Regions from separate parts of the Mus musculus genome. Here regions 2, 3, 4, 5, 6 and 7 are each linked to region 1. A link is a contact called in public Hi-C, HiCAR-type, HiChIP or PLAC-seq and promoter capture Hi-C data. All regions are on one chromosome and are shown on one strand. Each heading gives the region's core, a stretch centred on a gene start, on an enhancer-like site or on the middle of the called end of the contact. The rest is flanking DNA. Distances are from core to core; before and after follow the strand shown. Region 1 holds the start of Csgalnact2 (chondroitin sulfate N-acetylgalactosaminyltransferase 2). Region 2 holds the start of Tmcc1 (transmembrane and coiled coil domains 1). Region 3 holds the start of Zfand4 (zinc finger, AN1-type domain 4). Region 4 holds the start of Marchf8 (membrane associated ring-CH-type finger 8). Region 5 holds the start of Alox5 (arachidonate 5-lipoxygenase). Region 6 holds the start of Adipor2 (adiponectin receptor 2). Region 7 holds the start of Dcp1b (decapping mRNA 1B).

Region 1 (4,409 bases), core at 814-3,313:
GGCTTCCTACAGATATTTAGTGATTATTGTTCTGTTATTTAAATAACAATACTAATATAAAAAAATCCACATCTGGAACTAACCTTATAATTCAGCTTTACACTTACAGCTAGTACTTGTGGAGTGACAGTGACTATGTCTTGAGCTCTCGATTTTTCTAACCCATCTTTAGTGCTGTCCTTTGGTGCTTCATTTCTCCTACCAGCTACCACACTTCCCCTTAACAACCACTAACTTGAGCAACATGGTTACCTAACTGTTATCAAACTGAACAGTCATATCGTGGCCTGCTCTAACTGACTTGAGGGTAAAAGACAGTTAAATGAAATGAGTCTTTGAGAAGATGGTCACTTGTGCCAATACAAAGTGCAAATAGTAGCTTAATGACTATACATGTGTTTGAGACAGGGTCTCAGGGTATATATTCTTGGCTGGCCTGGAACTCACAGAGATACACTGTCCTCTGCCTCCTGCGTGCTGGGATGAAAGGTGTGCACCACCATGCCTTAACTCATATTTTTAAAACCAACCTTCACTTCTGTATTAGTTAAGATAATCTTTTAAAAAAGAAAGAGTCCACGTTAGTTAGGATGTAATTTTTTTCCTATTGTAGGTCTCAGCCATTTTACATCTGACAGAAATGTATTCACATACTAAGACATTCACAAGAATGTTATAACACCCCTAAAACCTAAAACAAATAATACACAAATCTGGAAGCACACATTCATGAACAGAAGAACAATCACATCACAGAATGGCACATTACACTATAAGAAAGAATTATCAACACCATACCATGATATGAATGATATCATATCAAAAAACACGAACAGTGACTTCCACAGCAATATTCTGAGAATACTATATATTAACTCCATTAACATGAAGCTTAAAATAGTCCAAACTAATGGCTGATGAAAGAAGTCAGAACTCTTAATGGGGAAGCAGGGGTAACCTATTTGGAAGAAGCAGAGCACTATGGGAATGTTGTACAATTAAAATCTGATGTGTGTAGCAGCAGACAAGGTAAGAAGCATGTAATGATTCACAGACAGTTCATTTTCATGCATTTGTTGACGTTTTTTTATATTTTATACCACTACAAAAGGAGTGTAGATGGATAAACAGTAATTTCTTAATTATCTGAAACTAAAGCTGGTTGTTTAATATCAACACTTCTAAGCCTCATATACTGAAAACACAACACCCTTTTTATATTCTTTTAGTCACATAATTTAAAAAAGATAGTAGCAAATATTCCCGAATATTATGCCATAAAACACCTTTTTATTACTTCGGAAATCAGAGGTGCTTTTTTAAATGCACCTTTAAGAGATGGCATTAATCCCCAAGGTATTAAAGGCCCAGGGGCCTTCAGTGGCATGAACTGTCAGGACACTGCATGTACATTTCAAAAACAAGCTAAAGCACACCTTCAGATTTAATGAGGACTTAAGAAGAAAAGCGTTAGATTTGTAACCAAACTGTCATGCCGCCAATGTCATCATCACAAACACAAGTACCGCTGTGGTATTTGACAAATTACCCAGCCAGTTGCTCAGAAATGCAGGAATTTTCTAAACTATCTGGTCCTTCTGACAGTTCTCCGTTTTTGGTTTTTATCCAGGTTCCGGCGATCATCAATTCCTACTCCAAGAGCATCTTTTAAAGGGGAGCGTTTTGTCAGAGGCAGGAGGGCTGCTGCCAGTGGGCGCGTTCAACCCCACAGTAAAAAGTTTAGCCACTCAGCAGAGATGATGACGAGGAGGTTAAAAAAAAAACCTGACACGCAAACCAGCGGTCCCTGGCAGCAGCGGTCTCCAAAACGGGACCAGCCTCGGGAGGGCGCGTCAAGGAAGCGCCGCGCCCAGCGGCGTCCCGGAGGGCTCGTCCGAGGGGACCGGCCGCTGCCCAGAGGCGCGGCAGGACACGGCGGTACTCACCGCGCCCGCCGCTCAGCGTCGCCGCCTCTGGGGACCTGCACACCTGGCCAGCGCCCTGCGCGGGGCCGGCCCGGCGCGCCGCCGCGGAGCACCGCCACTTCCGGCGCGCGCGAGGAAATGAGGGAAATGAGGCTGGGTTGCTGTGGCGCGCCCGCCTCCGCGGTCAGGCCCCGCCCTCCACAGCCAGACTCCGCCCTCCAGGGCCAGACCCAGCCCACCGCAGCCGGGCTCCGCCCTCCACACTGCCAAGTCCCGCCCTCCAGGGCCAGGCCTTTCTCTTTCCAGCTAGGACACGCCTATTCCTCCCTCTTCTGTCCTGTGCCCTGCACAGAAAGCTCCACAGATGACAGTTGATTCATCTAAAAACAAACAAACAAACAACAACTGAGATGGGTGCTCAAGCCCTGTGGGATAAATAGCCTGGGAACATCATGCCTTAGAGACACTTAACTAGACACGCATGTGGCTAATCGTCACATAAGTGCTAACCTGGCAGAGCTGACTAGCGGGGAGGCTGAGGATAGCCAACATGCCTTCTGCTCAGGGAAGATCGGTACTGAACACTGAAGAGGTCCTTACGTGTTTTTACTTAAAATAAATAATTCCATTTGCTGCATGTAAAGTACCGTGTGTGTGTGTGTGTGTGTGTGTGTGTGTGTGTGTGTGTGTGTGAAGTCTAGCCTTTTCAGAAAAGCACACACTGGCAAAGTTGGAAAGAGACTGGATATGCAGTCAGCAAGCCTATCTTAGAAGTAGGTGATCCAGACCGTTAAAGTTTTCAGGATTTCCCTTGTGGCATTAGAGGAGAACATCTGGGCAGAAGATATCTCAACAACTGTCAGCCAATAGAGCCAGCTGTGGTCAGGAACAAAGTGTCTCCCTTGGACAGCTGCTTCTTTAGGACGCACCTTGAAGTCCCCTCAGACATCCATCTTCTCTAGTACAATCACAAAAGACAGTCCACGTGGGTTAGCTGCCTGCTGTCTACCAGCCACAGTCCTAAGTATGAGTGCAGGGAGGCAGGAGAATTCTCTCCTAGGAGACTTGGAACATGGGGACCTTTAGCAAATGGTTAAGTGCCCAGCACTGCTAAATTTCCAAGATAAGGCAAAAATTCTCTAATGTATTAATAAAGTAGATATAAATGGCACCTCACTGAAATCTTAGCGAGCCACGATGCCAGACTCCAGCTTTGGCACTGTTAGTCCAAGCCCACATCTACTGTGTGCCTACGTTACACTTGACATTTCATTAACAGTTTCTGAGAAGTCCCCAGAAGCCAGGTGTGACATCTGCCTATAGTCCTAGCACTCATGAGGCTGAGACAGAAAAATGATATTTTTCAGGCCTTCCTGGATTACTTAGTAAGTTCCAGGGCAGCCTGGGATATACATTGAGCCCTTATCTCAAACAAAAAGAAAGTCCACAGATGTAGGGACCTTTCGAATGTGCCCTCTAGACTCATGTTCAGCCATAGAGATGCTTGGATTTTCCTTAGGGACACTTTAAATAGGATGGGGACTATGGCGGAAAGAATGAGAGAGACCTCCCCTGCAGTTTCTGGCATCTCAGTACCAAACATGGGCTCTAACTGAACTTGTGAATGTAAAGTCTCCAAAAAGACAAATAAATGTCCCCAGTAACCAAATTCAAGCACACCCCACTTTTTAGAACCCTGCAACCCATCTACTTCAGGCATTTCGTTTTTTTCTTTCTTTTCTAGCCTCACAGATGCTGGGCTAGATCACACTTCAGGCAGAGCCTACTTTTTATGTGGTGCATACACTGGGCAGTGGGCATGTCTCCCAGCTCTTCATCTGAACCTTTGAATTCTTCCCAAACCTACAGTTTGGCTCTTCAGTTCCCAGAGAGAAAATGAAAAGGCAGAAGATAGTCTAGGTTGTGCTTGTTGTCATTTGTCACCTTGACACAAACAGATCGTCAGCTGAAGACTTGCAGAAGATTGGCCTGATGAAGTGCTGATGCGGGACTGCCCAGGCTACTGTGAGTGGCACCACCCCTGGACAAGCGGTTTGGGTTGTATAAGACTGTACATTGAGAAAGCATGGAAATCAAGGGAGTAAGCCGCTTTCTCTGCAGCTCCAGTCTCAGTTCCTGTATCCACGTTCCTAGCTGAGTTACTTCTCTGACTTAGTGATGATGGCCTTTGATGTGGAAGTGAAAGTCAGGCAAACGCTGTCCTCTCTGAGTGGATTTTGGTCAGTGTTTTACCACAGCAACAGAAGGGAGCCACTGCAAGGGTGTTATGTAGCAATTTCCTTCAAGATAAAACCTTCCACCTTGGAGCCAGGCTCCAAGACACAGGTTTTGCAGGTGAAACATTCCATTCTGCAGTTAAGCTCAGGAAACAACTAGAAACCATCACAAAGTTCCTGATACTGACCAGACAAACCACCTACCTACCTCTCTTCTGAAGCAAATATAATCAGTAAGGATTGCTAA
Region 2 (4,409 bases), core at 602-3,101, 1.9 Mb before region 1:
TTATGCTTTCTCCTATAGAAAAGGGCTATCATTCCAGTAGAGATGAACCAAACAGTTCAAATTGCTGGTGTTCACCAACTAGTCCAAGACACTGAAACTCCAAGAGGTTTATGCTCATGAAAGACTCAACAACTGAGAGGTGACATAACACTGTCACTGTTTGTGCTTCTGTTTATCTTAAGATGCAAATACTCTGAGAAATCTCATTTCCTATACAGAGTACATGGTACTGATATCCCGTCAAGTCTTTAATAAGCGTCCATAATGACAAGATATCTAGATCATGTGCTAATGAATTTTTAATATCTAGAATTTTCCTATGGGGCTCATCAACTATCTAGTCTGTAAGCAGATGAGAATTCTTTAGAAATTAAAAGGTTACCACCCACAAACCAGAAGCAGCTTTTTAATCTTTCTCTACTAGCCAGAGAGTGGGTGTGTAAGTTCAAAAAACACAACCAATTCTGTTGGTGGAGGGCAAGGTACTGTTGATCTAAAATCCCACCTCTAAGTATCTCTGTTACGAGACACTGATAAAACTACCACCCACTCACAATTTCAGTCTCAATCTGTAAATGAAAGTTGGGGGGTAAGACCCCAGGTCCTGGAGGATTTTATATCTTACCATTTCTATTAAGGTTTTCCTCCAAGCTTTGTGACAATTTCTTTATGCAAATTCTATACACTCAAAGACAAAGGTTTAGTTTAATTTCTAAAATTTAAGATACAGGACAGGGAGAGGAACAAATCAAACTTGTGCTATATTCTAAAGTTGTTACCTGCTTTTTCAATCTTGGGGTTTTTACTGTGTTTGTTTTCTTTCTATTTTTCTTTTTTCCTTAAAAGAAAAGCCAATTTAGGAATTCCAGGGACGCATGTGCACATGGATCTTTTGACAACTATGTCAGGCTATGACAACAACCATTTTAGAAGGGGTGCATGGTAGTCGTTTTTTTTTTTTTTCCAATAAAACCTAAGCCTGGACATTGGTTATGATCTATGAAGACTAAGGTAAAACGTGACACCAGAGCACAGAGAGATATTCTCCAAGAGCTCAAGTGGGCTACCTCCAGAAGCCCCAGCAGCAGATCCAGTAGGGGAACCTCCATCAACGCTGTCCAGGGATGGAGTGGGACAGACACTGAATCACTGGACCAACACCGTCCACACTTTGGCTGAGGCTGAAATCTCAGGTTTTGTAGCGAAATGCATCTCACTGCGGGCCCCCTGCTCTCCACAAAAAGGGTTAATAAAGGGCATCCTAACCACCTAGACTCCCATCTCACCTATTCTTCGCAGGACAGCGGGTTTCCTCCTCCAAGTTAAACCACGAGTTCAAAATCAAAACAAAAGGTGCAAGACTGGTTTCAGGTGGCAAGGGCTGACTTTCGGTGGCCAACTTATGGGTACCGCAGGGCCGGACGAGGGAGGACTCTCAGACCTCGGCTAGCCAGGAGGCCTTGGGCCTGGGCGCGAGTCCTCACACGCCCCTCGCTCAGCTCTGCCCAAAGGAGAGCGGGGGAGAGTGCCCGAGCGGGGGCGGGGGCGGGGGTTGTCCCAATGACAGGCAGAAGGCCCGGAGACGCGGGGTCCGGCCGGAGGCCCGGGGCTTCGGCGCCGCCAGAGCGACCAGAGGTCCGATCCGCGCCAGGCCTCGAGGAGGCCCCGCGACCGCGACGGGCCGCGCTAAAGAGATCGCCCGTCCCCACCCACGGCCTGGGCCAGTCCTACTCACCGGTGGAGAGACGACGGACAGCCGGCGTCTCCGCCAGCGCCGCGGCTCGGTCTCCAGCGCCGGCTCCTGCAGCTGCCGCCGCCGCGCCCGGTCCATCCCCACCCCGACCACCCCCCCCTCCCGGCCCGCCCCCCGCGCCGCCTCAGCCGCTGCCGCCGCCGCCTCCGCCGCCGCTGCCACGGCCCCGGCGCGCGAGCGCGAACCAGCGCGAGGGAACGACAGCTAGAACGAGAACGCGCACCCCGTCGCCACAGCCGCCCACAACCTCCGCCTCCCGCCGACAGCGCATGCGCAAGGCGGTGCCGAGCGGGACCGCGCACGCCGTGGGGGCGTGACCCGACCCAGAGGTGTAGCCACGCCTCAGGCCCACCCCCCCACGCGGGCGCAGGTCAAGTAAGCGGAGGCGCTGCAGGTGGTGCGGCATCCTCCGCCAGAGTTTTTCCTGACCGTTCCTGCAGTTCAGACGCTGAAGCATTTCAGCATCTCGGCTCTTCGACTCCTCGGCTTGTCGTTCTTTAGCCTCTCAACCCCTCGGACCGTGGGCTCTTCAGCTTCTCGGCTCTTCCACCTCTGGACCCCACGTATCCTCAGCCCCTTTCTCTGCTTTTCGGGTGCCCTCAGAGCCTCAGTAACTCAGGCCAGCTGTCCTGCTAAACAGGCTAAAGCTAATTTCTGGGACCCACTCCTCCGAGTCGCACAATTCTCTCTACCTTGACTCCCAGGGCCTTCCAACTAGGGACTGGCTTTAGGTCAATGACAAAACCCCTAGTAGCTCATCTCTTTAATTATCGGGATGTCTCTAACTCAGTCGTCCGTCACTAAGATGGCAAAGCTTCTTCCGGTATTGGAGGATCTGTGAGTGGAAAACGGTAATAAACAGAGTCCATTGGCTCGTGAAGTTTGAAAGCTGATGGAGACCAAATGGGCGAAATGTAGTTGGGGATGATGGAGCTACAGTCCAATTTAACAATCCTTAAGTTGCAAAGAGTGCACTGGGGTGAGGACACGGCCTGGCCAGAAGGGGAGCTAAGGGGCTACTGGTCAGGGTGCTGCAGTCAGGACCTAGACTGCACGTGAAAAGAGGTAGATAAAAAAGGTTTGGGACTTCTGAGAGTTTCAGGAAGCCTTTGAGCTTTTCTTCAGCCGTGGTTGCAGGGCTAGGAACTTGATTATTATGTCTGATTTTAAATTATTATGCAGCCATGTGAAAAGTGGCCTGGGTGAGGGAGGTCATTCAGGAAGCAACTGGCAAGATGGTGAAAGCAAGGACGCAGTGTGCTCATAGAGAAAAACATTGGGAGTAAAATGGATATACATTTTGATAAATTAAAGGAAAGGTGAAGGAGAAGGAGGTGGCAGGGTTGACTCAGATTGGAGGGTGGTGAGGATGAGCTTGCACATGTAAGGGGCAGCATGAATAAAGCCACCAAGGAAAATGATCAGAAAATGAAGGCTAAGCATGTATGCCATTGTAAAAAATAATAATAATAAGCTGATTTTAAAAAATGGGTGATAAACCTAAAGATAAGACTGAAAAGAAAGAAGAAAATACAGAAAAGTCTTTGTATCCCTGAGTTAGGCAAAGATTTATTTTAAAGTCATGAACCATGACATTATTTGATAAGTTAAATTTTATCAAAATTCATGTTGTTTATAAACATTTGAGTAATTAAAAAAGCAAATTACTGATGATAAATGAACTCAGAAGTAGAGTATATCCAATGAAAGTCTTGTCTAGTCTAGGAGATGTAAGGCCTTTTCTTTCAGGGCTGAGGATTGAACTGGCCTGCTAAGTAAGTGCTAAACTACACAGTTACCTCCTCTGCCCGAAATAATAGGACAAACAACCCAATAAAACAGTAGGCAAAAAGCTTTGGTAAGTATTTCACAAGATGTAAAAATGGCCATTAACCAACAAAAGGTAACATTTTACTCATCTAGGGATTTGCAGATTCAAACTACAGTATCCACACTGTCATTTGAGTAGCTAAAATTAAAGACTGGTAACCTACCTGTTATACTTCTCTCCTTAGCCATACTTAATTTTTAAAAGCAAAAGAAAAGAAATAAAAAGCTAAATGTCTTAATGAAGAGACACCAAAACAATTCTTTTTTTTTTTTTTGAAAATGTTAGCATTTAATTAACCTCCGGTGTGGCTTTTAAGCCACCAGAACACAGGCATCTCCAACACCCTTAATCTTCTCCTCAGCTCTTCTGCTGAAGAATTTGGCCTTCACGATGACAGGTTGCTTAGGGAGCTTTCCCTTGCCCAGAACTTTGTAGTAGCCTGATCGAACAACATCAATGATGGGAGCAGCTACAGTCCTGTTTTTTGCTGCATTGACCCGCGTCTGCTCGCTGACCAATGTCCACAGTTTATCCAGGTTGACTGTTGGGCAGAAGCTCTGGTTCCTCTTCAAGTGGTAATGCCTCATACCAACTTTCCCAAAGCAACCTGGGTGATATGTGTCAAAGTTGATCCTGCGGTGATGCCTGCCTCCAGCATTCCCGCGGCCGCCTGGGTGCTTGCGGTGCTTACGGATGCGGCCGTGGCTCACGTGGCCTCGGAGTTTCCGGGTCTTCCTCAGTCCGGATGGCATGGCGGTGGCAGAAAGGGAAAAGGGACCAAAACAATTCTAAGAAAAGAAAGTATTTAATTTAGGTTTGCTTACT
Region 3 (4,409 bases), core at 734-3,233, 1.9 Mb before region 1:
GTGTTATTAGAATTGGGCTTTACAGTTTGTGTGCATGTGTCTCAAGTTCCCATTTTCTTGTTTGCCTGTCTTAACATCTTTCTTTTTTTCTTTTTAAAGATGACATTTTCTCCTCTGGCCTCCAGGCTAAAGCATCCAAACCCAAAAGCCAATCTGCAGAGGCAGCATCTGAACAAAGATCTGAGCACAAAGTGGCCAGCATTTTTGATGACCCCCTGAATGCCTTCGGAAGCCAGTAGAGCATGCGCAGCATGCGGGGCCTTCACAGTTCACCCTCCCATTCTGTTTTTCACGTAGTGACGTGCTCTCCTAACGCTGTCTTCACGGGCTTACAAGCAGATACTCACTCACTTCCTTTACCCAATGTAGCTGATATTTTTCTGCATTGATTTTAATTATGCTTAAAATTACAAATAAAAAATAAACGCTTCACAGAGGTTTGTTCTTACTTAATAAGAGTGCATGGAAGCTCATGCTAACAGGAGACACTGCTTTGTGGCTTCATGTGTGGGCAGGGAGTGCAGATCGAGCAGTGGTCAGGCACCAGACCTGAAGGGTTTGCTCTGTCGGTGGGTCTGGGTGCTGTGATGGTCTAGCACGTGAAAGGTTATGCATTTATGGGTTCTAAGCCCATGAGAAGAGCTTTCTACTGAATTCCCAAAAAGTGGGTCTGCAATCTTGTAAGGGGAACTGTGGTCCTCTGTTGTCTTAATAATGTGCAGAAAGTTTTATTGGAACACAGCCTCCATCATGGCTACATTATCTGGCTACCCCAGTCAGAATTCAGAAGTGACAGGAAATGGGATTTTTTATCTGTAGGCAAAAATTTGCCTCTCATAGCTTTTGTTTCCTCCTTTGTAAATGGTTTCAGTACTAAAATTGCAAGATTGTTGTTGAGAATAGACCTTTTTGTCTGCCCTTTAAAATGGTAGGTTATGACTGGTGATGTATGGTTTGATGAGGTTATGAAATGTTAAGCTAAAAAAATAAAATTTAAGCGCATCCACTGGATGCTAGAGCACGTGAGTGCTGTGAGTGATCACGATGTCCTGCGCAGGCACTGTCCTCCTAGGCTCTGTTCATGTTACCATCATGGCTCTGGCCTCAATAGAGTTGGAAGTTATCAGCCCAGTCATGGGCTGAGTTTAAGAGCAAGAGGCTGACAAAAGGCCTCACCATACCATCTACCTCAGTCCCGAGGAGTTGAAACTGTGGAGACTAGTGGCTCAGGTCTCGGAGGATAATGAGAGGGTGGGAGAAGACTGATCAGGGCCAGGGTTCTTTTGCAAGTTGACTATGAGGGAGCGCTTTCATGGTCCTCTGCAGTCCTCCTGGTAAAACACTTGAGTTGAACCTCCTATGAAGGAACCGAAGCAGCAGGGGCCCAACCTAGTTGGAAGGCATGTGTAGTCAGAAAGCCAGTCAGTTTATATCCCACTTCAGCTCGGTGCACAGCAAAAGTAGGACGGGATCTGAGCTCAGGTTGAGACTGTTTGACCTATAATCTTCAAATAGTTGCTCAAATGCAAAAGGCATATAGAAATGTTCCCATTTTACAGATGACACAACTGAGTCAGAAATGTTAGGAGAACGTGGAGTACAAGAAAAGGGTGACTAGCATGGACATCCTTTTAAGTGTCCTAGGCCATGAGTAAATAACAAATGCCAAAGACCCTCCTATCCCCAAAGAACCTTAGAAGTGCCCCAGCCACTCTGGTGCCGGCTCTTCCCAGACGCTGTGCCCCGTCTCCAGTCTCCTACCCTGCCCTAGACGGGTCCTGCAACCAGTTATAAAGAGTCAACATACGGGCCAGTTCTAACCGACAACCCTTCCTGAAAGCCCGTGCGACCCCGGCGTCCGAGCAACCGCCAGCCGCGGAAGACTAGGCCCCGCCCCTCGCGAGCTGATTGGAGGGCGTCGGCAGCGCTGATCGGCGATTGGTGAGCGGTGTCACAAAGGGCGGGACCGGAGCTTCGCGGGCCAGCGTAGGCCGGCGTCTCGGGCGCGCGAACTCCTATCCGCCTGCGGGCAGGCGAGCGAGCGAGCGGGCGGACGCGACCACCGGAGGGCGAGCGGGTGAGGGGCGCGGCGGGGCGGGGCGCGGCGCGGCCCGGAGGGAGGGCGGGTGGTGGAAGGGCCTGCTGCGTCTTCGCTGCCCCGGTGCGCCCGCCTCAGCTGCAGCCTGGTCACACCCGTGCTTCTCTGCCTACGGACTCACGGACAAATTGGTCGTACCCGTGGCTCGGGGTGCTGCTGACCCGACTTTGGGTCTGAGTGTGGTCCCTGCTGGTTGTGGCCCCAGGGCAGCACCCCCGCACTTGTGCATCGCTCCTAGGCCAGAGTGTGGTTCTAATCTGTAGCTCGATTTTCACACATCTGTAAAAGGACAAGAGTCACCTTTTTAAAAGGCTGCAACATATTGTGGGTATATTTATGTTGGGGGGAAAAATTAAAAACTAACTCGTCGTGTGACTAAGTTCCTGTGGACGAGAAGGAAGCAAAGGCCAAGGTACTGAAATTACCCCTTGAGTGCAGTTATTGCCGCTTTTGTTGGTTGGTTTTAGACATTTCAAAAGATGAAAGAAATGTTGGAAATTCACTTTGATTTTTCTCTAACAGTTTTCAAGATAAATTAGCAATTTAATCATCGTTTTATTTACTTATATTATTAAACATCACTATACGTTTTTATTGTCAATTGGTTTTCCAGTGCTCATTCATGCATACCACGGGCCACTTTGAGGATGCTTGCAGGCCTCAATGGACCCAGTTTTAGTACGCTAGGTCATTGGCCCACTTGAGCTTCCACTAGGCCATGTAATATTCTGCTGTGGTTTAGCCGGCCAGCACAACCTTTTGTCTTGTTACATTAATTTCCTTTGCTGAGAAGTATGACACAGCCGGGCGTGGTGGCGCACACCTTTAATCCCAGCACTCGGGAGGCAGAGGCAGGCGGATTTCTGAGTTCGAGGCCAGCCTGGTCTACAAAGTGAGTTCCAGGACAGCCAGGGCTGGACAGCCAGGGCTATACAGAGAAACCCTGTCTCGAAAAAAACAAAAACAAAAACCCAACCAACCAACCAAACAAAAAAGTATGCAACACAATTGCTTTCAGATATGGTCACCACCCTCGGTTCTTTTTGTGTATTGGAAATTATGCCACTAACTGGGACCAAACTTCATTTGGGAGTTCTTGTACCACTGATGATGCACCTACTGCTGTGCTGATTTTCTTCTACTTATAGGCACGTTAGTCTCATTTCAGATCTGTGCATTGAAGGATTACATGTTGCCTATGCGTATTTCACTATAATGCTGTTTTTTTTTTCTTTTTCTTCTTATAATGCTGTTGTTTTGTTTTGTTTTTGTGAAATTGCAGATTGAGCCCAGGGCCTAATATGTGCTAGGAAATACCCTATCACCTGGCTTCACATTTACCATGAGTGATGTAAGAGTGAGTAGTGAAATACAAACAGTACCACTGTTGCGTAGTGTACTCTTGCAGCTCTGACCCACAGTACTGGGAGCACAGTCCTTGTGTTGCTGCTGTTGTTTGTTTCTCATTAGTTCATATGTTGTGCAACTCCACTCAGAACAACTGTGCTCTTAGCAACAATGTTTCTTCCTGTGATGCCGTTTTTTTTTTTTTAAAGGAGCGTTAGCTATCTGCATAATTCAAGCTTCCTAAGAATGTTTTATATTAGAACTATGAAAACTCCCCTCTACAGTAGAAGTATCTGTGTATACGTGTTCATCATGATTTATAAGAATTCTGGCGTAGTGAATCAGAATGTGACTCCAGAGGAAACCAGTATCCCTCCACAGTATAATCACTGTGCCATTTCTATGACTATATAGTTGACTGTTAATTTTCTCTAATCTAAGGATTAGTGGAGAAAGGGAGTTGTTTTGAATTGAATTTCATTGAACAACCTTTAATGCACGCTAATGTGTGCAGACGGCTGAAGTGAGTGATAGAGACATTGTCCCTCCCTTACAACGCTTGTAGTTTACCAGCACGGGTGACAGACACAGAAACAGTCCAGTTTTGATGGGTATCATGGGTGGAAAAGATAGTAAGCATGAAAGATGTTGTGGGATCCTTGGTATTGGAGCCGCGGCTCTGGGGAGAGGTGTCTGGTTACTAGGCAGGCTTTGCATTATAAGCAGGCATTCTCTTTGAAGTGTGCCCCTCTCCGCGGAGCTGAGCTTTGAAAGCCGATTGGTAGCTTCTCAGGAAGCCTGGGAGGAGTTGGCCTGAGTAGGACAAAGCGGGAGCTCTAAGACTATGAGTAAGCTATGAGTAGAGGTACAAGGAGCGCAGGCATTGCTGGGGGAGTGCGGGTAAGTGAGCATGGCTGGGAGATGAAATATGCATGCTGGGAAGTCTTTCTAAGGAGTTTGAACA
Region 4 (4,409 bases), core at 904-3,403, 1.8 Mb before region 1:
AAATGAGATGCTAAACTAAAAACCATTTAAAATACTGAAAGCAATGTGTCTTTTCTTCTTATAGGGATACAGAGTCTTGTTCTGTTGTTCAGGCTAGCTTCAGGGCTTGATTCAACTCAGTGATATCCAGCCTCAGCCTTTGGTATAGATGGGGCCACAGGCATGTGCCTCCATGCCCACTTTTGGATTTTTTTCCATTCTAGAGTTGTCTAAACACCTCATTCTAGAAGAATGAGTCTTTACAAAGAAGGAGAAGTGTCAGGTCATCTAGGACTGGACTCTCTGGAGCCACAAGAAACCTCTTTCACAAGCTATCCCAGGTGTTGCTCTTGTGGAAAGCTGTCCAAGACTTAAAATCAGGAAGTGTGGATTCAAGGGCTGCTTTTCAACAGCATAGTTAAGATATAGATATTCATCTCTTAATTTGTTTCTGTTATTCCTCACACTTCAGATTCACCTTGTTCAATGCCATTATGATCATAGACACCAGCAGTATATTTTGTCACTGTTTTTTTTTTTTTAGGTCAACTATGTAGTCTAGGCTTGACCTTGAATTCCTGATCTCTTGAAAACCTCCTGGGGCAGAAATTACACATGCACACTAACATCGACTGTAACAGCATCTTTTGTTTGCAAGGAACCCGTAACTGATAAACGTGTGCTTAAGCATTTGAAGAGTTGAGTGTGACTAGTTGTAGGGTAACATTGGCCCCCTGGCTCATGCCTCACTTGGCATCCCCTGATCTACAGTCTAGGAGGGAAGTCATCCCCTTTAGCACAGACAGGAGGATTTTTACCAAAGGCCACGAGGCTTCTTGCATTGAGCAAATGGTCACCTCAAAGCAACTGCTTTTTTTCTTTATTTTAGCAGCTTTACCTTCTAAGTACAGAGGTTTCTTCCCACTTCCTGTTTGTTCCCTTGTTTGGACAGATGCAAGATTTTGGTCTCAGGACTCAGAGCTTTGTTTTAGATGAAGAGAGGCTTCAGAAATCTCTTGGGTAGGGAATCCTTGTGTTAGGAGACTCTAGCTTTGCCTAAATAATATTTCCAGCTCCACAACTACTCAGACACTTCTAGAACTTGGAAATCTTTGTCACTTCGGATGGCAGGCTCCCACACCCCCAAATCACTTAATTGACTCTTCTTGCCCATGTACGACACTAATGGAAGTTTAGTCCTGCCTTATAGGAAAGCCTGCCACCAGGGCAGGAGGATTCTCTCAGGTTGTAGCTGCTGCTTCCCACAGCAAAAATCTGCACGAAAAAAATTCACCATTCCATCTTCTAGATGAATGTTGCTTTCAAGGTGATCTACAGGAATGGACCCATTTTTTGCTTTGCTACATGGATCCAGATGTTTTGTCTCCTGACAGTTTGCTCTCTAAACAGCATAGTATGCAAACTGACCAGCATATTTGAGTATGCTGAGTAACCTGATTAGCTAAACCAACAGACTTACTTCTAGACAATAGAAAATCGTGGAGTACTGCAGGGATTGCCTTACAAATCTCTCATGAATTTAAAAAAAAATACCTTGAATGTACCGTGTAATAAAGATTATTGGATAAATAAAACTGCCAGTGGCCAAAACCTCTCCTTCTGTAAGATGTGACTTAGGAAAATTAGAATGTCAAGAAATTGTAAAAGTTAGGAATGATAGCTTCTGAGAGAATCTTTGGGTCCAACCAACAGTACTGTGGTGGGGACAAGTCACAACACCAGTGTACAGGTATAATCAGGGATGAGTTTAATGTAGACAAAGTAGAGTCAAATACGTCTTGTCTACATGGACAGAAATATCCTCATAAAAATTATGAATACCATATTTACATATCCATACCATATACACTCAGAGTCTCTCTAGGTTAGGGAGTGAGAGAAAAAACAAAACAAAAAACCCTGCTCGTCCATACACACAAACGTTTTACCGCGTAGTTCTCGCTCCCACTTCATTTGCTAGCGCACCGGAAGGTTTACCTTTCTCTACACTGAGAAGGTGAAGCCGGGCGGAGTCTACCAGCAGCCTCACCCAGCGCCAGTCTACCAGGCGGCCGCCGCCGCTACCCCGCCTTCCCAGCGCCCCAGGTCGCCAAAGCAACGCTTTTAGCCTGAGGCGCGGCGGGGCACGTGACCGGCGCGTCACGTGACCGGTCAGTCGGCGTCCTCTCGCTGGGTGGTGTAGGCTGCGCGCTGACCCAGCGGCCCTGCTGCGTCCGGCCCGGGTCATGCAGGAAGCGGGCCGCGCGTGGAGCTCCGCGCCCACCTGAGCTGCTCGCGCCGAGGTGCGGCGTGGCGGGGCCGCGCGCTCCGGGCCACCAGGGGTGTGGCCGCTGGGAGGCCGCGACAGGTGGGTGCGCGGAGGTCTCGGGCCGGGGAGAGGCCGCGTGCTGCGGGGCGGGGTCCGGTCACCCTATCGGCGGGCGGCCGAAGGTCTCGGGCTCTCTCAGGTGAAGTCCTGCCCGGGCTGGGCTGTGAGGGCGCGCACCGGGCAACCCTCCCTCCCTGCCTCTGCTTCAGTCTCCGCGTCCGTCCGAGATGGAAGTGTGGATTCCTGGTGTCTGAGTGCCTGACGTGGCGTCTGGACGGTGCTGCTCTAGTAGAAGCGCTGGAGGCAAAGCGTAGGTAGGCTGCTTTACATTTTAATCGCCGCCCATTTGCTCGTCTTTAAAAATGTTTTTTTTTTTTTTTTGGACTCCTTCATCTGAGTCAAGTTTTTTTAAATAGGGAATTTATTAGGGGAGGATTATAATGGCTCACGTTCTTCTCACGTATCTTTAACGCAGCTAAACCTCCCTTAAAAAGAAAACACGCTTCTCTGAAAGCCCATTTGAAAAAAAAAAAAAAAAAAAAAACAACAACAAAGGAAGAAAGAAAGCCAGCCCTTTTCTGCTTCTTTGTCTCCCCCACGTAAAGACACACAGTGGTCATACAGCTGTCAAGATTTATTATGAAGTGGTTTTTTTTTTTTTTTTTTGTCGTTTTATGTTTTTGTTAATTTGATGATGTCTCAAGATACGTATGAAGTATGGCCCTTCCCATTATTTTTTTTTTTCTTTATTTTGTTCGATTATATGTTATGCAATTAGAGAAATAATAAATATATAACTTATCTCTTGGAAAAAACAGCAGTATTTCTGATCAGCCCCAGGAGGGACTGCAATCGTGCTTCTATATAGTAGACTTCACATGTACTTGCTTGGTTAGTTACTCAAAATGGGAGTGGAATACTTCATTTAGAATACTCAAATCACGTGCTGTGAAAAAGAATGTATGAACTATACATGGAATGATGTGGACACTTTTTTTTTTAAAAACTAAATGTTGAAAATCTGAAGCAAGAAAATTTTGCATTTTGAGAGATTCAGTGTGTGAGACCCTATGTTCAATAAAATCAAACGAAATATCCTGTTGGATGCAGTGAATGAGGGTATGCAGAGTGTGAAATTACTGAGGAAGTTAAAATAAAGAGCCATGTGTACTTTCCTAACTTCTTGTTTCTGGAGACTTTATTGATAAGAGATGTACTGAACTTTGATGTTAGCAGGGAAAATCGCTGGGCACGGTGGCGCACTGTGATCCTGGCAGTGGGAAGATAGAGGCAGAGAACACATTTTAAAAAGTTTGTCCTTTGTGAGGAGGTGGCTGTTGGTCGTCTAATGTCTGTGACACCCAGGTGAGGTACATTGTCTTTTCCAAGACAACTCCCTCCTTTACCTTCTCTTTAAGTATAGGCAGACGATGAAACTGTGTTGCATGTCTTGGCTACATCCAGGATTGTCAGATGAAACACACGATTCACAATTAAATATGAATTTTAGGTAAACACAAAATATGTGGAATGTACCTAAACTAAAAACAAATTTATCATTTATTTGAAGACAAGGTTTCCTTGCTTCTTGTTGCTAAATGTGAGTGTTTTAAGTCCAGCATGGCTATGTCATTTAAACCAGCATTAGGAGAAATTAGTTCAAGGCCCAGACAGGATGGAATAGATTCTCTTGTTAAGCTTCCCTGTTGGGGGCTGCAGATGTGGTTCTGTAACAGGGGGAACGCGTAGCACGCACAGGGCCTTTGTCCAGTCTCGGATAACAAAACAATCAACCAGTGGGAGCGAGAAATGAAGAGCCCTCTTTACTGTTGGGTGAGCCATCTGCTTGAAGGGCATCTTCTGTCACAGGAGTTCTGTCCCTCTTTTTCCTCTACCATGTTCTGTTTCTTCACTTTTCTTTCTGAGGATTAAACACAGGCTCTCACACAAACCAGGTAACTGCTCTGTGACTGGTTCTGCAGCCCACAGCCCGTTGTTTATAACGTCCCACGTGAGTACTGATTTCATGTCCCCTCTCTCTCCATTTCTCCCTCTGCTCCCACAGCTTCCTCTGAAACATATGGCCTCTTAGCCTCGTAGT
Region 5 (4,409 bases), core at 694-3,193, 1.7 Mb before region 1:
GCCTCTTACTTCCTGTCCAGTCATTTATGATGGCCACATTGCCATTCTCCTCCTGGAGGAAATGACACATAAGGTGTCCTGTGCTGCACCTAGACTGAACCCACTGATAGCTAGATTTGTGGAGAAGGCCCCCTGTAGTCCATTTATAAAGAGGAAGCATTCTGTCCTCTCTTCCTCCCCCTGTATACTGGGAGAAGCCCCAGTTACTGAAAATAAACACAAGTGCTTTGGAGGTTGCACAGGGTGTCAGCATCCCAAACGGATGCCATGCTTGGTCTTTGGCAGCACCATTCTCTGGCCAGCTCTGGTGAAACTGAGCAAAAGATGCCATTCTGAGGTCAACACCCACGCTTGCTTGTTCAAGCCTGGTTAGAAGCTTGCTAATCAGGGCAAAGTACCAGGTCCCAGGATAGGAATGTAAGCGTCGTGCTTAGAGTTTGGGACCCAGAAAAGGGCTTAACTATCATTTCCTTGGTTTAGGCTGAACAGATCTATCTAGTGGAAGCATATGAAATTGTCATTGTGCTTATCACAAATGGTTAATTCTAAGCAAGTTCATGTGGGTCGACTCAATAGTAAACTAAATGATAAGAAGGCAGCCTGGTAAAATCAAACCTAAGCCTAGTTTAGACCTGGAGGTAGTAGAAGGAAGAGGAACCCCCCACCCCCACCCCAAGGGTCTGCAGCGTGCCTGTCTATTACAGACTCACTTACTGAGCAAGTCTGATGTACTAGGCACTTAGTGGGTCACTGAAAACCATGACCTGCCTGTGTTAAGAGAAAGTCATGGGGCTAGACTTTACACACCAGCAGCATCCAAACGGAATGGCCTCCCACAGTGCCTGTGGGGCTGCCAGACTCCAAAGTCTGTATTAGGAGGGAAGAAAGGAAATCTTTCTTCCTTTTTTCCTTCAGAAGCTAATACTCAGGGAGGAAGTGTCCTCTTGCACGCACCCTGCTGACAGTCTTTCCAAAGGCTGCTCGGGCCAGACCTTCCTTCCTTTACATTCCTCCACTGGGACTGAGTGCAGGAAATGTAGGGTACCTAAGTGTGGGGGGCAATCCCTGGACTCATTCCTAGCCCCCAAATGGGACTGGGCTCCCTCATGACTCATGGGTAAGATTAAACCTAACCAATTTTTAGTTTGGTAAACGAAGGTCCACAGTAGGGATAGAAGAGTGATTATGCCCAAGTTGACTCCCGATCCTGGATCTCTGACTTACCCTGGACTTACACTGTCTACACAAAATGGCTAGCTGTCGAACAGGGCTTTCTATGCTTTGCAGTGGTACTGGACTCTGGGGCACTAGGACCTCAGAACTCCCGAGGTGAAGGGGCCTCTCACAAATTCTGGGTCCTGTTGGTGAAAGTTTGTGCCATCTCTCACATAAGAGGCCAGCCACATCAGTCCCCCACATTGGAAGTCATTTGTCCCTTAAGATACCCGAGTCATCAGGAAGTCTAGGGTGCCTCGCTTGCCCTGGCATGCACCGACTCTGGCGCTGCATCAGATCCCCAGATGCGCTCACATAGGGTCACGAGCGCGCTGGGACAGACAGTTCTCAGGTGCCTGCCTGTCCTGCCCCGCCGCCCTCCCGCTCTTTGCTGCCAGCCGTCGGTCCCAAGCGCGCATTCTCACCGCGCCCCGTTCGAAGTCATTGTAGAATGCCTTGTCCAGCAGATGCTTCTCGCTACAGCCCGCAGAGCCAATGAGGCTGAGGTAGATGTAGTCGTCGGTGCCCGCGAACCACTGGCTGCCGGTGGCCACGGTGACCGTGTAGGAGGGCATGACTCCGGGCAAGTGAGTGCTGCTGGTGTGGGAGCAGGAGCCCGCGAAGCTCGGCGTGGCAGCCCACCAACTTCTTGACCCTGTCACTCGCGGCAGCTCCCTGCCACAGTGGCCAGCAGCGGGCCAGCCTTGCGCTTGGGTCTGGCTCCACCCTGCGACCGGCCCTGCCTTCAGGCGCTGGCTCCGCCCCTGTCTCTGGCCAGTCCCAGGACCCCACCTTCCAACGCATCCTTCTCTCCTGTGGCACTGGAGGGACAGTGATCTCTGATAGGCTGAAGCCCTTGTTCCTCTGCCCCATCTCTACCTAGCTTTTATCCCTCATGCATTTTTGTTTTCATTAGTCAATTAATCCCTTATTTCTTCCATCTTTATGGCTTCTTGCCTGTTTCAGTGTCCCTCACTGTCAGCTCAAGAACTACCTGTGTCCTCATTCAGTTGCAGCACACAGCGTATGCAATAGTTACACTTAGAGCAGGGGGTCTGAAGCCCACAAGGAGAGTACCTGTAGCTCCACGGTGGACCCCAAGGAAACTTGAATGTTGGTTTCTTCACAAAATGAGTAAACCTTCTCTCTCTGGGCAAGGTACTGGGAGGCGCGGGGTGGGAGCAAACTTGGGGGAAATGGTTAGTGGTACTGGGAACCAGCCTTAGAAAGTAGTGGCCCGAGTGGGCGACTCCTAATCTGCACCTGTGGGACTGTCTGGAACTTTAATGGCATGCTTGCTGAGAGCGGACTTGTGATGGGAAAGGAGGTTGTCTTGTCCGGAGATGGCTTAAGGAGTTGGTTAAGACTGAGAGTCTTAGGGAAGAGTGGGATGCTCTTCAGTGAGAGCCTACCTGTGCATTTTGGGTAAAGGTAGAAAAGAAACCTTAAGGAGAGTGATTGCTGGAAGGTGAGGAGGGCTATCCCACTGTGCTCAGAAAAGCATAACATTGTTGCCATAGAGAGAAGGGAAAGCAGCTGGTCACTAGAAGGTAGGCGGTCAATGCACCCTCCTTAATTTACAGTGGAACAATGGGCAGCATTAATTTGTCTGTAATAAACTGTGCTACTACTTCTTGGTTATTTTTTTCCATTCTGCTTTTCCTGCCCTCCAGTTGATTGGATGGGGCTCACCTAGCAAGTGAGACAATGTATAACAATTAAATCTACAAAATCCTTCGATAATACCCTGCTCATGTTGGATGGAATGACTACATTCCATACATTGGTCATGCCACAGTCTAAGTGAGCTCTCTTCTGAAATTTTGAATCTTCTAATTTCCACAGATCCTTGGCACATTCCCTTCCCTTCTGGGTGGTTTCTCCTGCCTTCCTTCTGTACCTCTAGATCTTGTGCAAACTCCTTCCCAGATGTTGTTTCTTCTGTGAATCTGTTTGCCTCTCTTTGACTGCTACCCTATCACCGCTGCTCACACTTACTGTCACATTGTCATCTGTCCCAAGGGGATCTGCTCTGTCGTCATTTCTCCCATCATATTATGAGCTGCTTGGGGGCTGGGATTGTGTTTTGCTCATATCCTAGTTCAGCACACTGTGAGGTACAGAGAAGCTGGACACAGGCCTTAGTTATTGTTAGTCCTCTGTTATTGGGGAACCTGTAACTTGCCAGGAAAGCAGGTGTTTGTGGTTGGAAAAGCAGAAGGGAAGGGAAGAGAGAGGACCAGCCCTTACTTCCCCTTGCTGGTGGCATGATTACCTGACTCATGCAGCGGCGTGTCTGTGAGAGCCCTGGACCCTCTGCAGTCCAGTGCAATGGCAACAGGATGAACCTGCCCCTTCTCCCTTCAGCCGGACAAAGCAGACCTGGCTTCTGCTGGCCAAGGAAGTGACTGAAAACGTATCTGAGTAGTCACTTTCCTCTACAGGTGTGGACCACACCTAATTTTAGACAGCTTAAAAAAAAATACAGAGAATCACAGTCAGACATTCCGCAGAAAGTGAGAGACCTTGGGACATTCAACCCAAAATGCAATGTCTCCCTCAAATCCCTAACCCCAGAGACCATGGAATCCTCACATAAGAAGAGGCAGAAAGATTGTAAGAACCAGAGGGGATGGAAGACACAAACAAGGCCCCTTAAATCCACAGGAGCAAAGCACATATGAATTCACAGAGACTGCAGTGGCATGCACAGAGCCTGCATGGCTCTATACTAGGTTCTCTGAGTATATAGTGTGGCTTCCAGTTCAGTGTTTTATGAGATTCCTGAGTGTGAGAATAAGTGGGTCTCTGATTCTGGGGCTCTTCTCCTTCAGTTGATTTGCCCTATCCAACTTCAATATGACCATTTTTGTTTCTTGTTATCATATTTGCTTTTGTTATATTTTAATATCTCTCAGAAGCCTGTTCTTTTCTAATGAGGGACAGAAAGGGAATGGATCTGGATGGGAGGGGAGGAGCCGGGAGGGAAAACTGTAATCAGGATATATTATGTGAAAAAGGAATCTATTTTCATTAAAAGGGGAAATGTATAGCCTCATCCAGGGGAAACTAAGATAAGAGAATTAAATGGGAGCAGGAGAGAGCAGGGTATATGGGAAGGGACAGCTTACACTAAAGGTCCTGTAGAGAAGCCTACTAATGTAAAAGCATCCTAAAATGTGTACATATATGAA
Region 6 (4,409 bases), core at 656-3,155, 1.2 Mb after region 1:
TTTCAAAGAATGAAGAATTCTATTCTACAAGCAGTGTACAAATGAGCAGGATGTGTGACAAGATCTTAGAGTGGCCTGTGGTAAGAAGACACTTGAAACTTTAGAACTGACAAACATAATTCCCCCTTTAAAAAATTAAGGCTCTGAGCTTTATTTTTTGAGTTGTATTGGTGGTGCACATCCTTAATCCCAGCCCATGGGAGGCAGAAACTGGTGGATTTCTGAGTTCAAGGCCAGCCTAATCTACATGAGTTCCAAGACAGCCAGGGCTACAGAGTGAGACCATGTCAAAGGGAGGGCGGGCTTTGAGTAGAGCATCTGTCCATACCAGGATTCTGGACTCATAGGTAAGATTTAGAAATTAAAGCTTGCCTGAACTACATTGATCCTGCCTGTCTTCACAACATGGTAGGTGATTCATGCTAACACACAGAAGGCTGAAGCAGGATTCTTAATGTTTGGGCTACAGAGTGAGACCTGCACACCCTCACCCACGAACAAACAAAACAAATACACTTAGTTGGGAAGTGTTTTATGAACAAATAAATTTTAAAATCCTAAAAGACTGCAGTATTTTTACCTTGCTCCTTGGGGAGCAGGGGTAAGCATTCTGCTTTGGGGAAACACAATGAACACAGCAACACAAGAATTACAGGCCATCAAGTGAGATGGCTAAAGAGTATGCTTGCCAGGCAAATTTTCAAGACCTTGCCGCCTGAGTTCGATACCCGGAACCACATAAACGTAGACGATGATCAACTTTTACCAAGTTGTTCTCTAACCTCCACACGTGTGCCATGAACACAGGAGTCACACAGAAACACACCATAATAAACTGGATAATTTTAATTTTTTTAAAGTTTTTTTTTCTTTAAATGAGACAACCAGAGTAAAACATAAATGCAACTAAAAGATCATTTCCACTAAAATACTAAAACCACCAATGAAGCATTGTACCTACCAAATCCCAGGTGGTCATGTCATTTATCAAAAATTCATTGCTCAACGCTCTCGTGAAGTTTTCAAACTCCAGAAACAAATGTTTAAATCAAGGTCAAAAAAAACAAAAGAAGAGACTCATTAGCTGTCTGGTCTAGCGCTCCCTCGGACTCATCAAAACTTATTTTATAGCCGTTTCCAGCAATTCTCTAACAAGCTAACCACTGGCAAATAAAAACCCAAAGGGGCTCAGAACTGGGCCCAAGAACTATCCCGCAGTGACAGCCTGACGCGCCACCTAAGGAAAGGTGAGGGCAACCTTCCCATCCCAGTGGTTGGAAAAGTCGCGCTGAGCACAAGCCATCCGAAGCAAGCCTGCCAGAGAAATCCCTAGAAGTGGCAGAAGACACCAACTAGAAGTCGGGGCGGGAGGATTTCAGTCTCCGGCCATCGCGGGGGTACCGGCTCCGAAATCGACTAGAGACGGAGCGAGGGGCTTCGGACTCTGCCCCGCGGCGGGGACAGGGCAGCGGGCGCCCGCGACCGCAGCTGCACGGAGCGCGGCCCCGGCCCCCCCCCCCACCCCACCCCCCCGGCCGCTGCTTGGGCCCCGCACCAGGCGCGCGGCCGCAGGTCAGAGTTCCGGCCGCGCTCGGAGCCGGCCAGGCGCGCGCTCCCGGCCCGCGCCGGGGACACCTGTCCCTCAGCCCTCACCTCCTTCCGACCCGGGCAATCTGCTGAGCCCGGGAAGCCGCGCTCGAGCCACAGCCCTTCGCCCGAGTTAGCGGCCGTCTCACCGCGCGGCTCGGGCGCCTCGGGAAGCAGCGCCTCGGGGAGGGAGAGGGGGGGCGCGGAGGGAGGGGGCCGCTCGCTGGAGCCGCCACCGCCGCCGCCGCCACCGCGGTACCGCGTCGGGACTGTGCTCGCGCCGCCGCGACCGCCGCCGCCGCCGCCGCCGCGTCTCCCCGCCTCCGCGCCCGCGCGTAGCCGTGACGCGCATCGCACGAGGCGGGCCGAGCCAGTAAGACCACACCCCGTGCGCAGCCGCGCTGGCCTAAACCGGAAGCCTCCCCTCGGGAGGCTTTGGAAGCGTGATGCATCTTGGGAGTTGTAGTTCGGCCGGGTCCACAATGTAAACAGTGCGGGCAGAGTGCCTCGGAACGCTCACCCAGCTTCCTCGACGATTTCTGAAGAGATCTGAGAAGGGAGTGGGCCGCCACGGTTTAATGACTCGGGATGGAGCGTGTGTTTGTGTCAGCGGCCAACATAATGCTAGGCGTCGTCTTATGAAGGTTTCAGGATTCCGAAAGCGTTTAGTCAACTCTTCCTCAAACAGTAGGGCTTGTTTTTATTACCGTACTAACGTATGATTGATTTATGCCCTACCACTTCTAGAAGATATTCAAAATTATTTTCAATGGTCGATTGCAAACGACTTAAGCATTGTGTCTGTTTACCCAGAGGGAATGATTTGCTACGAGTGAGCTTTCCTATTGAACCAGAACAAGGAACTATAGGAGCTGGTGTGCAGAGGAAAAAAAAATGGTTTCTTCGTGTTCAGTTGTAAGAGGATTGTATCTGTCACACTCTTTAGTTCAAAACTTAATACACGTCAAAGTAAATTCGGAAGCTTTAGTTTAGACCTTGGAGGAAGCTTATTGTTCTTGCCTTTAGACCACAATCGGTCTCATAGCCAAGAAGCTAAAATGTGATGTTGAGCGATTGGAGGGAAGCAGACATGGAAAACTCTTCAACGAGGAAAAGCACTAGAGAGGTTAAAACAAGAGGATCTTGCATGTACCAGATCAGCCTGGTGTACATCGCGAGCCAGGCCAGCCTTGGCTATACAGAGTGTAAAACCATGTCTCAGAAAAAAAGAAACGAAAGAAAGAAAGGGAGAGAGAGAGAAAGACAAAGACTTGGCTACTAAGACTGAGAAAGACAATTGTACCTTTCCCATCAGAAAACAAATGCAGGCATTTGGGAATTATAAATGTGGCCCAAGGCTGGAAATATAGCTCAGTGGTAAAGCTATAGCCACTCCAAAAGCCTCGATTCCATCAATAACTTAAGGGGGGGGGGGGTGCGGGGGGAAGGATCCATAATAAATAGGGCAAAAAGAGAAGTTTTTTTTTCAGGCTGAATATAAGGTATCCCCTAAGGAAGACAGACTTAAGATAGACCATTATCTTACCAGGTATGGGGGCTCACACCTTAATTCCTAGCACGTGGGAACTGGTATAGGACGGCTGCAGTGAGTTCATGGCCAACGTGGGCCACAAGATGAGTTCCAGGTCAGCCAGGGCTAAAATGAGACCCTGCTTCAACAAAGGAAAACAAAACCCCCTCTCAAATCTTTCCTGCAGAGCTTTCTTTTAAGGATGCTTCTTTGATCAAAGCTTCTGTCTCCAGGAACAGGGTTTTTAAGAGAGCCCGCCATTTCCCCTCCTACCTCTCAGCTTGGCCTCTTGAACTGATCTCACTGTCAATCACTACATGCAATTTCTGATGCTTCTATAATGATGAAACAAACCACCTTATTTCCTCAAAATGCCCACCCACACCTTCTCAGCTAATGAGGATCTTTGCCACTCTCCCTACCCTCAAAGGGACATTCCTGAGTCCCACTGCCCAACTGGCTTCACCCTTATCCTTACCTAAATGGCATCACCAAATGTTTCAAAGCAGATTTGTTTTTTCCAGATCTCTTTCCCTGGCTATGCCCTTGTTGATTTGTACAGGTTGTCTCTTGATTGGCTATTCACACATCACAGAGAACTCAGCAATGTTCAGTATCTCCCCATATCAGCTATGAATCTTCAAAATCAAAATCTCCCTTCTGGTGTTGAGTATTTGTTTTTGCAGCACTAGAGACTGAATTTAGGGCCCTGTAGATGCTTAGGCAAGCCTCCTCCTACATCTCTGCCATGGTAGAGGATAGCTTTGTGGAATCTATTCTCTCTTTCCATTATGCGGGTCTGAGAGTTGAAGTCAGAGCATCAGTCAGAGCCTCCCCTTTCCATGCTGAGCCAGCCAGCACACATGCCCAGTGTCTCCATTCTTAAGGTGTTACAGTTTTCCACAGAGGGGAAGTCCTGCATCTTCTACAGCAACAAACGACATTTCCTTCTACCCTACCGCATACCAGTCACTGTGACCAACTCTGCCCTGTGGTATAGCCAGTTTAATAAAGTCATCTCTGAAACTTGATGACAGGAAGACATTATATTGAGTAATATTCATAATCCAGCTGAGGCTTCAATGACATGTTGACAGGTTGCTGACATAATGACAATGAACTTGCTCCTAGAGCGAACTTAGCCACCTTTGTAAAAGTCAAGTCAATAGCCAATGAAAATGGAAGATGTATCTAAAATTCTAAAGCCATAAGCAAATGGTAGGGCAACTCCTAATTCAAAATAAAACGAAAACTCTATATACCATTGTTCATGTAAACCATTGTTCATGTA
Region 7 (4,409 bases), core at 1,352-3,851, 1.0 Mb after region 1:
GCCAGAAAATTCTACTTTACCCTTAATGCAAATTAAACTATGTTTATGTTCTGAACAGTGCTATCCTCCAAGCAAAACAGCCACTGTGCCTACTTCTGAGAGTTCATCACAGTTGGGCCCATGGACATCTCCTCCAGGAAGGAGGGACATGGTATGTCAAGGGACCTTCAACTATAGTGTCCAGCCATTTATATGTAATTTTTCCTAATGCCATATGACCTTAGGGTCTCATGAAGGGTCTGGAGCATATAGGCGTGGGATGAAGAAAGGGATTTATCTCGGTTACTGAGGACACACTGACATCACCAATGCTGTGTAAAGGCTTTGCAGTGCTACTGCTTCAAGACCACCCATGCTCTCTGTCAGTAAAATTAATAAACTCACTGGCTGCCCAAGGTGAGTTTTGATGGAATCAAAATTTGCTTTGCTGTTGGGACCTTATGAGTAGGTTGTAGACATTGTCTCTGCGAGGAAGGAATTTGAATGACAATCTGACTTTTAGAAGCATGTGACCAGAAGCACAGAACTCAGTGGAACCAGCAGTAAGTGAGTGGGCTAGCCTGCAACACTATGTAGTCAGCTTTGTGGGGCCACTTGAAGGGAATAGAAAGCCATTAGGACCAAGTATAGACAACATGGTTTTGTTCTGTTTCTCAAACGGCAAGTCACATTCCTTCAGTGGATCATGAAATCAACTTTAGAGTCAGAGTCAATATTTTTAAATAAAAAGTGTGTGTGTGTGTGTGTGTGTGTTCCCTGCTATCCAACTGTTTATGTATTTATTTATAACAAATAATATCTGTGATGGTTGGTTTTAATGTCAACTTGTCACAAATTACAATCACATGAGCAGGGAACCTCACCTGAGAAATTGTCCTGATGGCCTTGATTCATTGGTTAATGTGCAAAGATCTACTCCAAGTGTGGACAGTGCCTTCTAAGTGCAGCCCGGATAAAAAGATTGTGTGACAGAAGGAAGATTTTTTTTTACCTCTTGCTTGCTGGCCTTCCCTATTGCCACAGGCTTGGTTTGATGCTGATACTGTTATGAGAACCAGTGTTTCCAGGCTTCCACTGTTGAGTAAGGACCAGCAGCTGCCCAGATACCCAGGTATTCAGTGCCATGTTAGAACTCGTGAGGCACTCAGCTTTATGCACTGAGCAACTACCAGATTCTCATCATCCCAAGTGTAAACTGACTTAATAAGTCACATAAATGAACAAGTCCTAGCCTCACAAAGACAATGTAATGGTACAAGGGATGCCACTTTAATGATCTGTTCATGTAACTATAAATATCCTTTGATGATATATCAAAATTTGACAAAGTGCAGTTTCTTGAAGTCCTATCACCCTTTCATACTTTGTGGGACACTGAAATCCACTGATCCACATTCGCCTTGAATGGATCTCCTACCTGTATGTGAGTTTGTGACACCATTTTATTATCTGAAAATCATTGAATGACCGGGCTAAGGGAGCTATATCTTTCAAATGTTGACAGTTCCCATTAGAGTATAATCTTTTAGAAGTGTACTCATTGATAGCACCACAGGTCTCATCTGAAGAGACTTAAGTATTGAGACAGTCAAGCTCATGGCCCATTTTTTTAAAAATTAACCTAAAAAATTATCATTAGCAACAATACCTACCCCTTGATTTCTTGAAAGAAACAGGAAAATCTTAGTTTTGAAAAAGCCTGTCCAGAATCTATCTGAATAGCCATAAGTTTGTTCATCTTTCTTTCATGTTAAACTGATGCTCTGTGGAAGTAAAATTAAACCCCTGGGCTGGGTGGTGGCACACCCCAGTAGTCCTAGCACTTAAGACCCCAAGGCAGGAGGAGCAAAGACTGAAACCTGCCATAGACTCTGTCTCGAGAAACAAGCCCTCCAACCCCAGCAAAACCTACAATAAAACCACAAATTCAGCCCATCTCAAGTGCAGAACATATTTGCCTAGAGGCAAATATGGCGTGCAACAGCTCTGCGTTATCCATTCTTTCTAATTTTTCCCCCACATTAATTTAAAAAATATACCCAAAGATTGTTTTTTTTTTTTTTAATTTAGTACTTTGACCAAGGGACGCCTGGCTTCAGCTGCTCAGACAAGTTTTCCAGAGAATAATGCACAGCGGCAAGAATACACCGGCTAGTGGTGCAGTTTGGGGCCTCCCTTGGTTCTTTACCGGTGCAGTCGTCCTTTTGCACACATCATGCAAGTCTCAGAATTGTCATGGACAATCATAACCTTGCAGGCCTCTGAGGCACTCAGGAAATCCCTCACGGATATTGGGGAGCCCCATTTAAGAATTCTCAGAGTTCTTTTTGGAGTGACTATGTTTGATTGGTCATCGAAGAGCCAAAGAAGAGCTCTGCAAAGGCGTGGGCCGTATTCAAGAAGGAAATGGGCACAGCTCAGAGGCTCCTGAAGAAAGAAATAGATAAAACGGGCTTCCTTGAGCAGGGCTGAGCTTCCTGTTGCCAAGGCGACGATCCTCCGCGAGAGGACCCGGCCATCGATTAGCGAAGCCTAGCCCGGGTCCCCAAATGCCGGAAGGTCGCCCCGCCGCGCTCGCTCGCTCGCTCGGCGGTCGATTGAGGGGGCTTCCTGAAGGCTGGGCAGGAGGGTGGGTGGGAAGATGGCGGCCGCGGCGGCAGGTGGCCTGCCTGGGAAGGGACACGATATCAGCCTGGCAGCCCTGCGGCGCCACGACCCCTACATCAGTCGCATCGTGGACGTGGCCAGCCAGGTGGCTCTGTACACTTTCGGCCATCGGGCCAACGAGTGGGTGCGTGCGGACGCCGCGGCCGTGCGGAAGGCGGGGCGCGGACAGGGCGGGAGATGCTGGGCACGGCTAGGCGGGCGGGGGCCGGTCCTGGTGGAGGGCGACCCGCGGGTCCACCAGCAGGTGGGGGACGAGGGACACAGAAGGTGTGGCCGGCTCCGCTGAGTGCGGGCCACGGGCTTTGAGATCAGAAGACAGAAGCTCTCCGGCAGCGGAGGGCAGCCCGGAAGCCCCAAACTTAGATAAGTCCAGCCTCGCGGAGGAGGAGCAGCCGGAGTGCGAAATGCAGGGCAGGCACCCACCTAAGAGCAAGCGTGGGAGAATAAAGAGGAAATGGACATGGGTGGGACACCCCAGACTTGGATGTAGGAGGCCAGGGTTGGTAACCTAACCATTTCAGTCCATTTCCAACAAGACCGAGTCCCAGCCTACAGTAACTGGATGAAGTTTAGTTTTCCACACAACTAGACTGGAATTGCAACGGGAGACCAATTAGTTCTGGCCTAGGCATTGGTTCTTATCATTTATAAACCATCCCTTTGAATATATAAAAGTGTCATTTCCTCCTCTTTTGTGACTTTTGTCCAAATATTCATCAGTATATAACCAATGCTTTTAATAAGGTTCATTGGGTGTATGGAAAACACCTTGCAAATTTTCAATTTTTTTCCCCCGGTGTGTTCGCCAAGACTGAAACAAACATCAAGATTTATGCAAAGAAAACTTTCATTTTTGAGCAGATTTATGATTAAGTAGGCTGTAATAAGAACGACCCAAAAACCATGCACACAAAAGAATGAAGAAAGTTCTTGGACGTGGAGCTTGGGGCAGGCACCTGCTTCATCCCCAACACCCCTGAAACAGGGCCGGGAATCTTTTCCGATAGTTTTGTCCGAGTTCTTAACTGAAGTGAGGCAAAGAATTCATGTCTGTTCTCCTAAGAGCCAAACCTGAAGGGGAAATCTGCAGAGATCCATTGTTCTGAATATCCCTAGTTTGATTAATTGAGGCTGTCTTTCTTGGACACCAGAGGAAATTACACTATGGGCCTATATAAGTAAAGGGAGTTTCCCCACTGAAATGTTTCTCTATTTATGTGAAGATACTGTACATAAACGTGCTTCACTTCTCTAGGTCAATGTTTCTCAGCCTTCCAAATGCTGGGACTCTTTAATACAGTTCCTCCTGTTGTGGTGACCCCTAACATAAAATTATTTTCGTTGCTACTTCTTAACTGTAATTTTGCTACTCTTCTTATTGTAATGCAATTATGTTTGGAGATAGACGTATGCCAAAGGGGTTGCAACCTATTAGTTGCATGCCCTCTGCCTGGACTGGCCTCTGCCTGCCAATCCACACCTAATATTATGGAGGTAATTCAGTTAGTATACATGGAGTAGGACCCAGTAAGAGTTAGTGGGGTAAGTTGACTCGGCAGGAGGCTCAGGCTAGAAGATCAGAAGCCGTTGAAATGTACAGTGCACCATTCCCACCCCTCGGTAGCAGTTTTCCTAACGCCTCTTCACAGTCCTGTGTGGCAGAAACCGTTTTAAATCCCTACAGAGGTGGACCAAACGCCCAGTGAAGGCCAGTGTCACATTGCATTATTTACAGGAGTTTT

The links. Promoter capture Hi-C pulls out the DNA fragments that hold promoters and counts their contacts. Hi-C and Micro-C count contacts between places; a contact is called where the count stands out from the background. HiCAR-type assays count read pairs that join an accessible place to other places. HiChIP or PLAC-seq counts read pairs in DNA pulled down with a chosen protein or histone mark. Capture Hi-C pulls out chosen DNA fragments and counts their contacts.
Region 2: a promoter capture Hi-C map of liver shows a contact between it and region 1, with 2.9 times the contacts expected there. The contact joins the promoter of Tmcc1 here to the promoter of Csgalnact2 in region 1. A contact is called at or near these places in 9 of 39 promoter capture datasets (the 3T3-L1 cell line, 3T3-L1-derived adipocytes, the C10 cell line and 6 more) and 1 of 9 other capture datasets (embryonic stem cells).
Region 3: a contact with region 1 is called in a promoter capture Hi-C map of adipose tissue, with 3 times the contacts expected there. The contact joins the promoter of Zfand4 here to the promoter of Csgalnact2 in region 1. A contact is called at or near these places in 6 of 39 promoter capture datasets (the 3T3-L1 cell line, cranial neural crest, hippocampal neurons and 3 more), 1 of 115 datasets of contacts at active chromatin or transcription factors (astrocytes) and 2 of 9 other capture datasets (adipose tissue and liver).
Region 4: a HiCAR-type map of astrocytes shows a contact between it and region 1, with 6 times the contacts expected there. The contact joins the promoter of Marchf8 here to the promoter of Csgalnact2 in region 1. A contact is called at or near these places in 6 of 39 promoter capture datasets (the 3T3-L1 cell line, cranial neural crest, frontonasal cranial neural crest and 2 more) and 1 of 115 datasets of contacts at active chromatin or transcription factors (astrocytes).
Region 5: a promoter capture Hi-C map of liver shows a contact between it and region 1, with 2.7 times the contacts expected there. The contact joins the promoter of Alox5 here to the promoter of Csgalnact2 in region 1. A contact is called at or near these places in 2 of 39 promoter capture datasets (both in liver).
Region 6: a contact with region 1 is called in an H3K27ac HiChIP or PLAC-seq map of microglia, with 7 times the contacts expected there. The contact joins the promoter of Adipor2 here to the promoter of Csgalnact2 in region 1. A contact is called at or near these places in 3 of 39 promoter capture datasets (cranial neural crest, maxillary cranial neural crest and pre-B cells), 1 of 484 Hi-C or Micro-C datasets (B cells) and 3 of 115 datasets of contacts at active chromatin or transcription factors (the 230-238 cell line, microglia and pancreatic cancer cells).
Region 7: a contact with region 1 is called in a Hi-C map of B cells, with 6 read pairs. The contact joins the promoter of Dcp1b here to the promoter of Csgalnact2 in region 1. A contact is called at or near these places in 1 of 39 promoter capture datasets (liver) and 2 of 484 Hi-C or Micro-C datasets (B cells and embryonic stem cells).

Annotation. Positions count from the first base shown.
Region 1 is chr6:118,137,077-118,141,485 of GRCm38.p6, forward strand. It overlaps Csgalnact2 (chondroitin sulfate N-acetylgalactosaminyltransferase 2), which reads right to left and starts at 2,064. Exons shown (of 8, transcript NM_030165.3): 1 at 1,947-2,064.
Region 2 is chr6:116,191,523-116,195,931 of GRCm38.p6, forward strand. Tmcc1 (transmembrane and coiled coil domains 1) reads right to left here and starts at 1,852. Exons shown (of 6, transcript NM_177412.1): 1 at 1,736-1,852. It also overlaps the pseudogene Gm8213.
Region 3 is chr6:116,262,236-116,266,644 of GRCm38.p6, forward strand. Zfand4 (zinc finger, AN1-type domain 4) reads left to right here and starts at 1,984. Exons shown (of 10, transcript NM_001309446.1): 1 at 1,984-2,077. Washc2 (WASH complex subunit 2`) reads left to right here. Exons shown (of 31, transcript NM_026585.3): 31 at 100-436. The coding sequence ends at 239.
Region 4 is chr6:116,335,869-116,340,277 of GRCm38.p6, forward strand. Marchf8 (membrane associated ring-CH-type finger 8) reads left to right here and starts at 2,154. Exons shown (of 8, transcript NM_001302383.1): 1 at 2,154-2,347; 2 at 2,518-2,622.
Region 5 is chr6:116,459,235-116,463,643 of GRCm38.p6, forward strand. It overlaps Alox5 (arachidonate 5-lipoxygenase), which reads right to left and starts at 1,944. Exons shown (of 14, transcript NM_009662.2): 1 at 1,641-1,944. The coding sequence starts at 1,790.
Region 6 is chr6:119,386,829-119,391,237 of GRCm38.p6, forward strand. Adipor2 (adiponectin receptor 2) reads right to left here and starts at 1,906. Exons shown (of 8, transcript NM_001355692.1): 1 at 1,654-1,906.
Region 7 is chr6:119,172,652-119,177,060 of GRCm38.p6, forward strand. It overlaps Dcp1b (decapping mRNA 1B), which reads left to right and starts at 2,602. Exons shown (of 9, transcript NM_001033379.3): 1 at 2,602-2,791. The coding sequence starts at 2,642. It also overlaps a transcript of Cacna1c not described here.